3 separate regions of the Mus musculus genome follow, and regions 1 and 2 are each linked to region 3. A link is a contact called in public Hi-C and promoter capture Hi-C data. All regions are on one chromosome and are shown on one strand. Each heading gives the region's core, a stretch centred on a gene start, on an enhancer-like site or on the middle of the called end of the contact. The rest is flanking DNA. Distances are from core to core; before and after follow the strand shown. Region 1 holds the start of Zfp362 (zinc finger protein 362). Region 2 holds the start of Trim62 (tripartite motif-containing 62). Region 3 holds the start of Ago4 (argonaute RISC catalytic subunit 4).

Region 1 (3,363 bases), core at 10-2,509, 2.3 Mb after region 3:
ATCTCCAACACACACACAGCTCCTAAAGGATCCACACTGCTGGAGGACAGGGTGGCAAGAAGGGTCATGTCCTCATGACAGGGATCTTAGCTCCAAACCCTGGGCCCACTTTATGCCCCTAGAGCCAGCCAACTCCCCCAAATCTGGGGCTACAATATAGTTCCTTACAATACCACTTTGATACAGAGCCTCGTCCAAACGACTCCTCCCAAAACCTCTCACCTCAGCCCTACACACACACACACACACACACACACACACACACACACACACACGACATCCCCACCCACGCAGTTCTGGGGAAACCGGCAGTTAACTTTTCCCAAAAACCCTGCAAAGGCGACTAGCTAGGTGGGAAGAAACAGAGAAATGGGCCCCCATATCCTTTCGCGGCATCTCAGGGCCCTCAGGGGAAGAAAAAAAAAATCTTAAAAAAAAAAAAAAGCAAGAAAGAAAAGAAAACTTTCAGAGTTAACTTTAAATTCCCAGCCCCCTCCCCCCAAATCACCCGGCAGCTTCTCTCCCCCTTATTTTTTCCTTTAAAGTGTAATTGTATTGTGTCTCACCTCCCCGAAAGGCTCCCGGCTCTCTCCAAAGAAAAGGAAAAAAGCCAACCCTTCGGGTGCCCCCTCTGCTTCCAGCCGCCTCTCCCACATTCTCAGACAGTTTTATTAAAATCTTCAGACAAAAGAAAAACAAAAATGGCAGCCTGGCTTATTTTTAAAACAGGACAGGGACGCCATATTCTGCAGATCTGCAAAAAAACGGAGAAATCCGGCACTGGCCGCTCCACCGGGCCGGCTGCAAAGTGCGCGAACCGCGCCGTTTGCAATCCGTTTATTTGCATTAAGCCCCATGAATCATTGTTTACCGGAGAATTGCAGCAGGTTTGAATAGCCCGGCTTAGGAAAACACACACGCACACACTCGGAGACGAACCCCAGACACGCCGCGGGAGACGCTGCCTACCCCGCGCGCGCAGCCGCCGCAGCCACGGCCGCCCCGGGGCCCGGCCCGAGGCACCGGCGACCCCCGGGCCCACGCAGCGCGGCCGCCCCGCGCTGACAGCGCTCGCGCCCGCCCGGCCCCCGCCCCGCAACTCGGCGCAACTTTCCCGCGGGCGGGCCCGCTCCCCCGCGCGCCCCGGGCCCGCACGGACCTGGCAGTGCTGGCGGCGCTCCGGGACGCGGCCGCAGCCCCGAGCCCGGCGGCCCGAGTAGGGCCGGGCTGGGGGCTCCCGGCTTCGGCGGTGGCGGCGGTGGCGGCGGCGCGCGGCTGGGGCTCGGTGCGGAGCGGCGCGCAAACCTTCCGGGTCGCCTGCTGTTCACTTCTGGGTTCTGCAGGCGCCGCGGCGGCGGAGGCCGGCTGTGCAGCCGCGCGGCCCCGGCGCGCTGGGCCCCGCGAGCGAGCCGCGTCCGGCCCCCCGCCTCTCGGCTGCGCAGCCCGCCCGGCCCCGGGGCTCCGGCGAGTGGGCAGCGCCCGGCGCTGGCGACGGCGAGGGGAGGGGGCCGGCGGGGCGGGGACGGGCCGCGCGCTGGGGGCCCCCGCTCGGCCCCGGGGCCTCGTCTCGCGCTCGCCGCCGCCGCCGCCAAGGAAAGTTGCGCGGCGCCCCCTGCCCGCGCCGCGCCGCGCCGGAGGCTGAGCCACAAAGGAACTCCGCGCCCCCCTCCGCCCGCCCGAGCCGCGCGGGGAGGGCACCGGCGCCCGGCCCTAGGACAGCCCCTTCCCCAGCACGGGGGCTCCCGGGGCCCGGGCGGCCGCGGCCATTGTCCCGCCCAGACTCCGCTCCCGGGTGGCGGTGGCCTGGGGACCCGGGACTGGCTGGTCACGCTGCTCTCGGGAGGGGTGGGGGTGTCCCTCCTTGGGAAATCGCAAGCTGGTGCAGACCCCCACGGTGCTCCCCCCCCCCCCCACACACACACCCGGTGACAAACGGCCAGGCTCAAGATCCCTGCTAAGATTTTGGTTATTTATTTCTGAAGAAAGGACGTGGGGGCGGGGTGGGGTGCAGAAGTTTGCACAAGCCAGGACACCGCTTCCCAACCCTAGGCCTGAGTCTCAGCGGTGGGGCGACCAGGAGCTGACAGCACTTCTAGAAAGTCTATCAGAGGTGGCACCGCCTGTCCCCCCAGCTCCAGACCTCAGAGCCATCTGCGCGACTCCTCCTCCCGCCTCACCCTCCCCAGCCAATCAGTCACCAAGTCCTCTTGATTCGGCCTCGCGGGCTGTGTCAACTTCTAAACTTCACTTCTACCTGAGGAGGCAGGCATTCCCGATTCCGAACCCGCTTAGATTTCTGTGGCACACTCTGCTGTCCACCTGCAGGCCTAGAGGATCAGGGCTGCCTCTGCCGTCCTAAGCATCCCAGAGAAGGAAGGACACAAAAAACCATCCTGCTTTCTGGGAAGTATAAGTTCATAGGCACGTGCGCTAGTTGGCTGGGAACACAGTTCTAAAAAGTGTGGACAAAGTCGCTGTCCTCGTGAGGATTCCAGTTTAGCACAGGATGTCACACATTGGGGAAGCTGGAGGGTGGGACCCACGGAGGTCGTTGGTTCCTTCTCAAAGCATCAAGCACACAATTCCGGGCATAGGGCAGAGGCACAATAAGCAAGCGGCAAAAATTAACTGGAATGATATGGTATTGACAACACAGAGAAGGCTACTCTCCTAGAGAGATAGGGGCTGTTTTCAGAACATGGCTCTGGGATGAGCCTGGAGAAGAGAGGAACACCTTTGTTCTGAAAACAAAAAGACTAGCCCAGAGTTGAGAAGGTTCTGTGAGGAAAAACACTGGCCAGCAATGGGAATGAAGCGAGAAATCACCCGTGTAGAAGAATCAAGAATCGAGGTGTGGGATGTGGGGCATGGGTTTTAGAGTGACTTCCTTCCAAATGCACAGTCAGAAAAGGAAGAAGAAAACAAATGAAGGGCACATCAGCAGCCATGAATCATGCTGACGGTGTGCACATTTGACGAGATGAAAAGCAAACCTTCCGGGGCTGGAGGCATGACTCTGCAGTTAGAATGCACTGGGCCTGAGGACCTGAGTTTGGTTTCTACCACCCAAGTCCTGTGGCTCACAACAGCCTGTAACTTTAGCTCCGGGGGATCCGATGCCCTCTTCTGGACTCCTGCAGAACCTTCTCTCATATATGCACAGACCCCCTCCCCTAGCATAATTAAAAACAATAAACATTCTTAACAAAAAAAAAAAAAAAAACCTTTAGGGGCTGGAGAGCTGGAGGGCTTGGTCAGCATTCATGGTTCTACAGTTTAGATTCCAGCATCCATGTTAAAGAGCCCATCATTGCCTGTAACTCCACCTCCAGGAGATCAGACACTCCCTTCTTGCCAGTCAGG
Region 2 (3,573 bases), core at 235-2,734, 2.4 Mb after region 3:
AGGCCTCGGCTTTGCCACAGTTGCTCACCCGTGCCTAGCACTGCATGCATGCAAAGGGTCCCCCTCCTTCACTGTACTGATGATGTAGTGTGTATCTTGCACACCAAGAAACCCAAACCAAGGCAGGCCATTTTTCTGCTCGAAAGCCCAACACCTTCAAGAAATTCTTCTCTAAGATGCCCATGCCTTTCACCTTCCCCAAACTTCTTCCTTATCCCACTCTCAACAGAACAGAACAGAACAGAACAGCATGCAGGTCTCCATGTGCCCCCCCCCACTCATGCTTCTGTTCTCCCTGTCTCTGTCTGTCTCTCTGTCTGTCTGTCTCTCTCTTTCACCTTCTTAGAAATCCCTTTCCTCCCCTCCATCTGGCAGAGATGACAAGGTCTCCCATTATACTTTTTTTCTTACTCCAACTTCTTATACACACACACACACACACACACACACACACTCACACACATGCTCACACAGCAATGCAGAAACATCCGATGAATGGAAAGAACCTTTGAGCTAGACGTTAGGCAGGGTTCTCTCCACAATCTTCTACTAAGAGCCCTCCTTAGAAAGGGAAGAGGAAATAGAACCTAAAGGTTTAGGAGAATGGCGACTTTGAACTTAGCCCATGCCAACAGGGCAAGTCTCTAATTTTATCACTACAATCTATGCAAACATTATATATTCTATGCAGACTACAGAGCACCGTCTTGTCTTAATACTCAGTTATTATTGCCCTTAGTTCTTCAAATTGATCATCCGGAGAGATGTTCCTTAGGTGCTATCTTCTCACTTTTTCTTCATTAGCTGTCCTCTCGCCCCCTGCCGCCAGGACCCTAAACAAACCTGACAGCTGTGCAGACCCAGAAGAAACAGCTGTTTTTCCCGTCCCTGGGGGTCAGGAGCACAGTGGCAGCGAGGCGGGGTCTGGAGGCCCCTCCCCTCCCCCCGCCCGCCGCGGGGGCGGAGCGGCTCGGGTCCCGCCCGCGGGGGCGGAGAGGGAGCCTGGGCGCCGGGCAGTTCGGCTCGGCTGGTTCCGGGTTGAGAGGCTGCGCTGGACCGAAGCGGTGGCCGCTGAGCTGGTGCGGGTAAGGGGCCGCGCGGGGCCGGGATCTGCGGCCAGGGTCGGGCAGCTGAGTGGGCCGGCACCCCTCCTCTGCTCTGCCGGGCAAAGCCGCGGTGCGGCTGGGTCTGGCTGCTCTGTCCCGCAGAATTCCCCATCCCCAGCTCGACCCCCTCTCAAAGCTTTTCGGGTCCCGGGATTCCGCCCCTCTTCGGGATCTCCTCCTCGCAGCATCTATCCCTTGGGAGTGTCTGGTCCTCTAGATCCTCCTCGCCTGGAGCCCCTTCCTTGGGACGCCCTCGGCCTCTCTCCTCCAGCGCCCATCGCTGGTGGCCACCTAGGACCTCGAAACCGAGCTCCGGTGCTCGCATCCCGGGTGGCACCCACTCGGCACCGAGCCCTCGCGCCTCCGGCGTCGCAGACAGCTCCCCCCGCGCTCCCCGGCGCCTGTCGCCCGTGCCCCCGTGGGCCTGGCCCCCGGGTACCGCCCCCAATCGCGCCGCGCCGGCCGCCGGCCTCCCGGGCTCCGCTTCGCGCCGCCCCTGGCGCCATGGCGTGCAGCCTCAAGGACGAGCTGCTGTGCTCCATCTGCCTGAGCATCTACCAGGACCCGGTGAGCCTGGGCTGCGAGCACTACTTCTGCCGCCGCTGCATCACCGAGCACTGGGTGCGGCAGGAGGCTCAGGGCGCCCGCGACTGCCCGGAGTGCCGGCGCACGTTCGCCGAGCCCGCGCTCGCGCCCAGCCTCAAGCTGGCCAACATCGTGGAGCGCTACAGCGCCTTCCCGCTGGACGCCATCCTCAACGCGCGCCGAGCCGCGCGACCCTGCCAGGCTCACGACAAGGTCAAGCTCTTCTGCCTCACGGACCGCGCACTGCTCTGCTTCTTCTGTGATGAGCCCGCGCTGCACGAGCAACACCAGGTCACTGGCATCGACGATGCCTTCGAGGAGTTGCAGGTGCGAGGCGGACAGGCGGGGCTGTAGGTGGGGTCAGGGTTCCAATAGGGGCAAGGGCCACAGGCCGGCTTAATGCCAAAGGGGCGTGGCTCCTGTGAGGGGCGGGGCAGGGGCGGGTCCCTTGAGCATCACTGTGTCAAATGGGCTTGAGAGAGATCTGGATGGGAGACAGGTCGAGGTGGGATAGGATGATGGAGAGAGGAAGCTACAGCTGGACCAGATGCTGGCTGAGGCTGAGACAGAATGGGAGACAGCAGCTCCTTCTGGACTTTTGGGCAAAGGAAGGACCACTATCAAAGCTAACCTGGGAGTCGAAGTGGGGTGTGTGGGAGGGGTGAGCTACTCTAAATGCAGCTACAGAATTCTGGAATGTTTGGGGCATTGTGGGATGCGGCTTGCTGCTCCAGGTGTTCATTGAGATCTAGAGTGAGGCCTGGGCCTCGGTTGGATGATGAAAGTGAGAGTTAAGCTTAAGACGTGCAAATTGTTCAGAGGGCAGGTTTGGGTGCCAAGATTAGATCAAGGTATGTGAGGTGAGAGTCTAAGGTCGGCCTCAAGTTCAGATATGACAAGAACCTTTTTTTTAAAATTTAAACCAGAGTAGGGGCCAATTGAGAGTGGAACCAGGAATTAAAGATTCAAGATTTGGAGAATTAGACAAGATTTGGAGGAGGGGAAGACAAGCTTCTAGGAATTCCCAAGGCCTGGTGATGACCCCTCTTGTCTTCTACATCCGAATCTTTGAGTACTCAATTGGACATAGCCCTTAACTGCAGCTAGTCTCCCCTAAACCTTTCCGTTGTCATTGACAAGAGGGCAAGACCCTGGTCAGTGTGTTTAATACTCTAAGACCCCACCCAAACATTTTCCTTTCCTCAAGCTCCATTGTCGTGTGTGTGTGTGTGTGTGTGTGTGTGTGTGTGTTTGTATAGAGAGAAAGAAATATAGGTAGATACACGTGCTGAGAACTACATTTTCCTGGATGTCTTCTATCAATAAGATAGTATTGATATCAATAATCAATTATTTTATTGTCTGTGTGCAAGTATCTTGCCTGCATGTGCACCATGTGCATGCGCACCAAGAGGCCAGAGGAGGGCATCAGATCCTGTGGACCTGGAGTTACACACGATTGTGAGTCACCACCGTGGGTGCTGGGAATCAAACCCAGGCCCTCAGCAAGAGCTCTTAGCTGCTGAGGACGGTGATGTTGCCGCCTCAGGGGTGGGACTCTAAGGAGAAGCATTCCACGATCCGCTTTAATCGGATAATGCAGCATATCTTCCAAATCCTCCCCACTAGAGGATTCTCAGTAACACAGTCACCTGGTGGAATTCTGTTACACAATCTTGGTGGGAGGATACCCACTAAAGCCTATTTAATGATGCTCAAGCGTCTTTGACTTCTTTTCTCAAGCTGAGCAGTTTCAGCCCAGCCAGTCTCTTCCCTGGCTTTGGGATACCAGTCATAGACAATACCTCAAGGTAGCAACAGCTTTTTCCCTGGCATGTTTATTGTCCCCAAACTGGCACAGGCTTAGCCCACAGGACCTATC
Region 3 (3,425 bases), core at 263-2,762:
GCACCACTACAGCAGGCTCAAACCTGTTTGTTTATTTTATAATCAGGGTCTCAAGTAGCCCAGGCCTACCTCAAACTCACTTTGTAACTGAGACTGGCCTTGAACTCTGGAGCTCCCTGCCTCCACCCCAGAACTGTTTGCATTATGAGCATATGCCACCATGCCCAGCTAAGCCGATTTATTTTTTGAAGGCTTATGACATTTGACTATGTGGGCTTTTTAAGAAAACCTTAAGCAGCAAATAAAGATAGGATTTAATCGCTCAGTTATGTAAATATGTTCCAAGTTAACAAACCTGCAAAATTTCCAAATGCAAACAATAAACCTAATTTTCTATGAATTTTAAAAACATACAACTAAGTCTACTATGTAGACAAGGTTTGAATATGAAAACTAATTCCATCACTGCCCCTAAACCTTGCCCTACTTAGCCAAGCCATTAGCAACCTGTTGTAGGGCTTGAGACAGGAGCACAAGGCTCCAAACGAAGAGTATTCGTGAGAGTTTGGAAAGCTTCCTTGGGTTGGAGCAGAGAGCGAGAGAACCAGGGGCCACCCATAACCAGCAAAGAATCACAGTTTCAAAAACACTTTTTCGTTTGATTTTAACAGCCTCTGATAACCCAATTAAAAGGGAAGGCAGGGCATTGATGCCCTTGCTGGAGAGTATTGGATTGTCATTCCAGAGCACTCTGGGACTGACAAACTGACAGATACCAAACTTCAGAGTTTTGGAAAAAGAACGGACATTTCTCCCTTTGGCTTTCAGGGACATGAGTGAGTGGGTCTCTCCTCCTCATCTGAGGAACCAGATGCCAGTGCAAAAGAAAACAGGGATTCTGCCCCACACCAAGAAAACCCTTGACAGAAGGTAGAAGGCCTTCCAGGTTTGGGCCGGGCCTCGGCGTGCCCCAGACACACGGTCCCATTTGAGGCCCCAACTAGCCTCGCGGCGACCGTGGACAGAGATCTAAGGTCCGAACAGGTCTGCCCTACCCCGGGGAACTCGGGTCACCTCTTGAGCCTCCCTCCCTTAGACGGGTCCCGAATAGACCTAGAGTCTTCAGCTGGGGCGTGGTCCCCGCCCCCCAGGGACGAGGGCATGGGACCCCTTCCTTCCCGGGGCCTGGCAGCCGGCAGCCGGGTCCGCGAGCGGCGGTCGGGCAGCGACAGTCCCTTCCGCCGGTCTGTCTGCCCTCCCGAGCCCCAGGTCTGACCCTGGTCCGAGCGCGCTCCTCACCGGGTCCCAGCGCCTCCATGGCGGCGACGGGGGCCGCCTCGCTCCGGTCCCCAGCGCCTCCCGCTCCGGGCCCCGCCGGAGCCGCGTAACGCTTGCTCTCTGGAATATTGGCGCTGAAGCGGCGCCGCGAAGACGCGGGCCGGGGGCGGGCAGGGGGCGGCGGCGGCGCCCAGTCCGGGGACAGGGACCCGACTCTGTCACGGCTCTTCCGGCCTCAGCGACAACAAAAACAATCCCGGCCGCTGCCGCCGCCGCCGCCAGCTGGAACGGGAGCGGGAGGCGGCGCGCGCCCGCCGGGCGGGGCGGGGGCGCCAGGCGCCTGCGGTCCCGGGTCCCGGCTAGCGAAGGGGGCGTGCGCGGCCCCGCACGCGCGGGGTCCAGCGAGCCTGACCGAGGCAGGGGGCGGGGTGCGGCAGGGACGGGCGCGCGCCCGGGGGGCCGAGCCCAGAGGACGCGTCAGGCGCGCGCCCGCCCGCCCTTCCACCAGCGGGCCCGCTCGCCTGCGGTCCCGCACGCCGCTCCGCCGGTCCCCATTCTGGCAACCTTCCTCCAAGTCGCCATCGAAAGAGCTGGATTCCAGTCCTTGATGACCCACAGGCAGCAGCCCTCCACTTCGTCCTGAGACTCACCTTAGGAACCTGTCCTCCATCGCTCCACCACCACCAGAGATGACCCCTGGACACTTCAGGCACAATCGGTCCTTCAGTCACCTTCAGTCATTCCTCCTACTCCACCCCCACCCTCACCCCGGACACCACATATCCAGTCACCTTCCTTCCCTGTGCAGGGAAAGCAGGTTCTGTTCTGGGTCCCAAGACTGGTCAACATGTCACCAAGGCAGCAGGTAGCTCAGCGAGTCAAGTGTCCTTAAAGTTTCCATTCAGGACTTCCAGTTAAGACAGGACCATAGGCTGTCTGGTCAACTAAACGGGCAACGGCAGTCTATTAGTTAAAAAGGCACAACACTCTCATTCTAGTTTGCTGGGGCCCACCATTGGGTACCTCAGCTTAGTGCAATAGAAATGCGTTTTCTCTCAGTTTTGCACACCGACAGTCTAATAAAATCAAGGCGAGTTGGGGCAGGGGGTGTGATTTTTCTCCTTCGGTTGTAGAAATCTATCTTCTTGTGCTATCACACGGTCTTCCCATGGTAACTTCTATTCAAACCGCTCCTTTTTGTTTGGTTGGTTTTAATTAATTTATGTGTATGAGTATTTTTTGCCTGCATGCATGTGTTTGTGCCTGGTGCCTCCGGAGACCAGAAGACCAAATCGAATCCCCTCGAAACAGGATTACAGATAATGTAAGCTGTGTAGGGGCTGAGAATCAAACCTGGGGCCTCTGCAAGAGTATGAGGTACCCTTAACCACTAAAGCCATCTCTACAGCCCCCAACTTCTTTTTCTTATAAGGAAGATGGCTCAGTGGGTAAAGGTACTTTATAACATTGACAGCCTGAGTAGGAAGTTGGAGAGTTCAAGGCCAGCCTTTGCTACCAAAGAATTTAAGGCAATCCATGTTTTAAGAGACTCCAGCCCAGTGTAGCCTTTAATCTCAGCACTAGGGAGACTGAGGCAGTTCAGAGCCAATTCGGTTTACTTATGTAGTGACTTCTAGGACAGCCAGGACTGCAGAGTGAGACAGAGGAGACAAAGACAGGCAGATCACTGGAGCTCACTGTACATACACACACATACAGTACATACACATACATACACACACAGATACACACACAGATATATACATACCACATACACACATAAATACACACCACACACTTACACATGCACATGCATACACCACACACACATCACATACCTGCACATACACATACACATGTATGCACACACACATACAAATCCACACACATACATACACACACACACAGAGAAAGAAAGAAAGAAAGAAAGAGAGAGAGAGAGAGAAAGAAAGGAAGGAAGAAAGAAAGAAAGAAAAGAAAAGAAAAGAAAAGAAAAGAAAAGAAAAGAAAAGAAAAACTGGTGTATAACTAAAAGGAAAAGAAAAACCACTGTCTAGAAAGAAGCTCAAGGGATTTGTTTTGGTTTGGATTTTGTTATTGCTGTTTTGAGACAGGGTCTCACATGCCCCAGGCTGGTCTAGAACTTGCTGTGTGACTAAGGATGACTGCTGATCCTTCTGCCATGGATTCTCAAGGGCCGAGTTACA

What was found. Promoter capture Hi-C pulls out the DNA fragments that hold promoters and counts their contacts. A called contact is a pair of places that touch in the nucleus more often than the background predicts.
Region 1: a contact with region 3 is called in a Hi-C map of B cells, with 5 read pairs. The contact joins the promoter of Zfp362 here to the promoter of Ago4 in region 3. A contact is called at or near these places in 1 of 484 Hi-C or Micro-C datasets (B cells) and 1 of 115 datasets of contacts at active chromatin or transcription factors (large pre-B cells).
Region 2: a promoter capture Hi-C map of pre-B cells shows a contact between it and region 3, with 2.6 times the contacts expected there. The contact joins the promoter of Trim62 here to the promoter of Ago4 in region 3. A contact is called at or near these places in 3 of 39 promoter capture datasets (hippocampal neurons, liver and pre-B cells).

The regions. Positions count from the first base shown.
Region 1 is chr4:128,804,853-128,808,215 of GRCm38.p6, forward strand. Zfp362 (zinc finger protein 362) reads right to left here and starts at 1,260. Exons shown (of 9, transcript NM_001081098.1): 1 at 1,160-1,260.
Region 2 is chr4:128,882,560-128,886,132 of GRCm38.p6, forward strand. Trim62 (tripartite motif-containing 62) reads left to right here and starts at 1,485. Exons shown (of 5, transcript NM_178110.3): 1 at 1,485-2,018. The coding sequence starts at 1,611.
Region 3 is chr4:126,531,946-126,535,370 of GRCm38.p6, forward strand. Ago4 (argonaute RISC catalytic subunit 4) reads right to left here and starts at 1,513. Exons shown (of 18, transcript NM_153177.3): 1 at 1,240-1,513. The coding sequence starts at 1,258.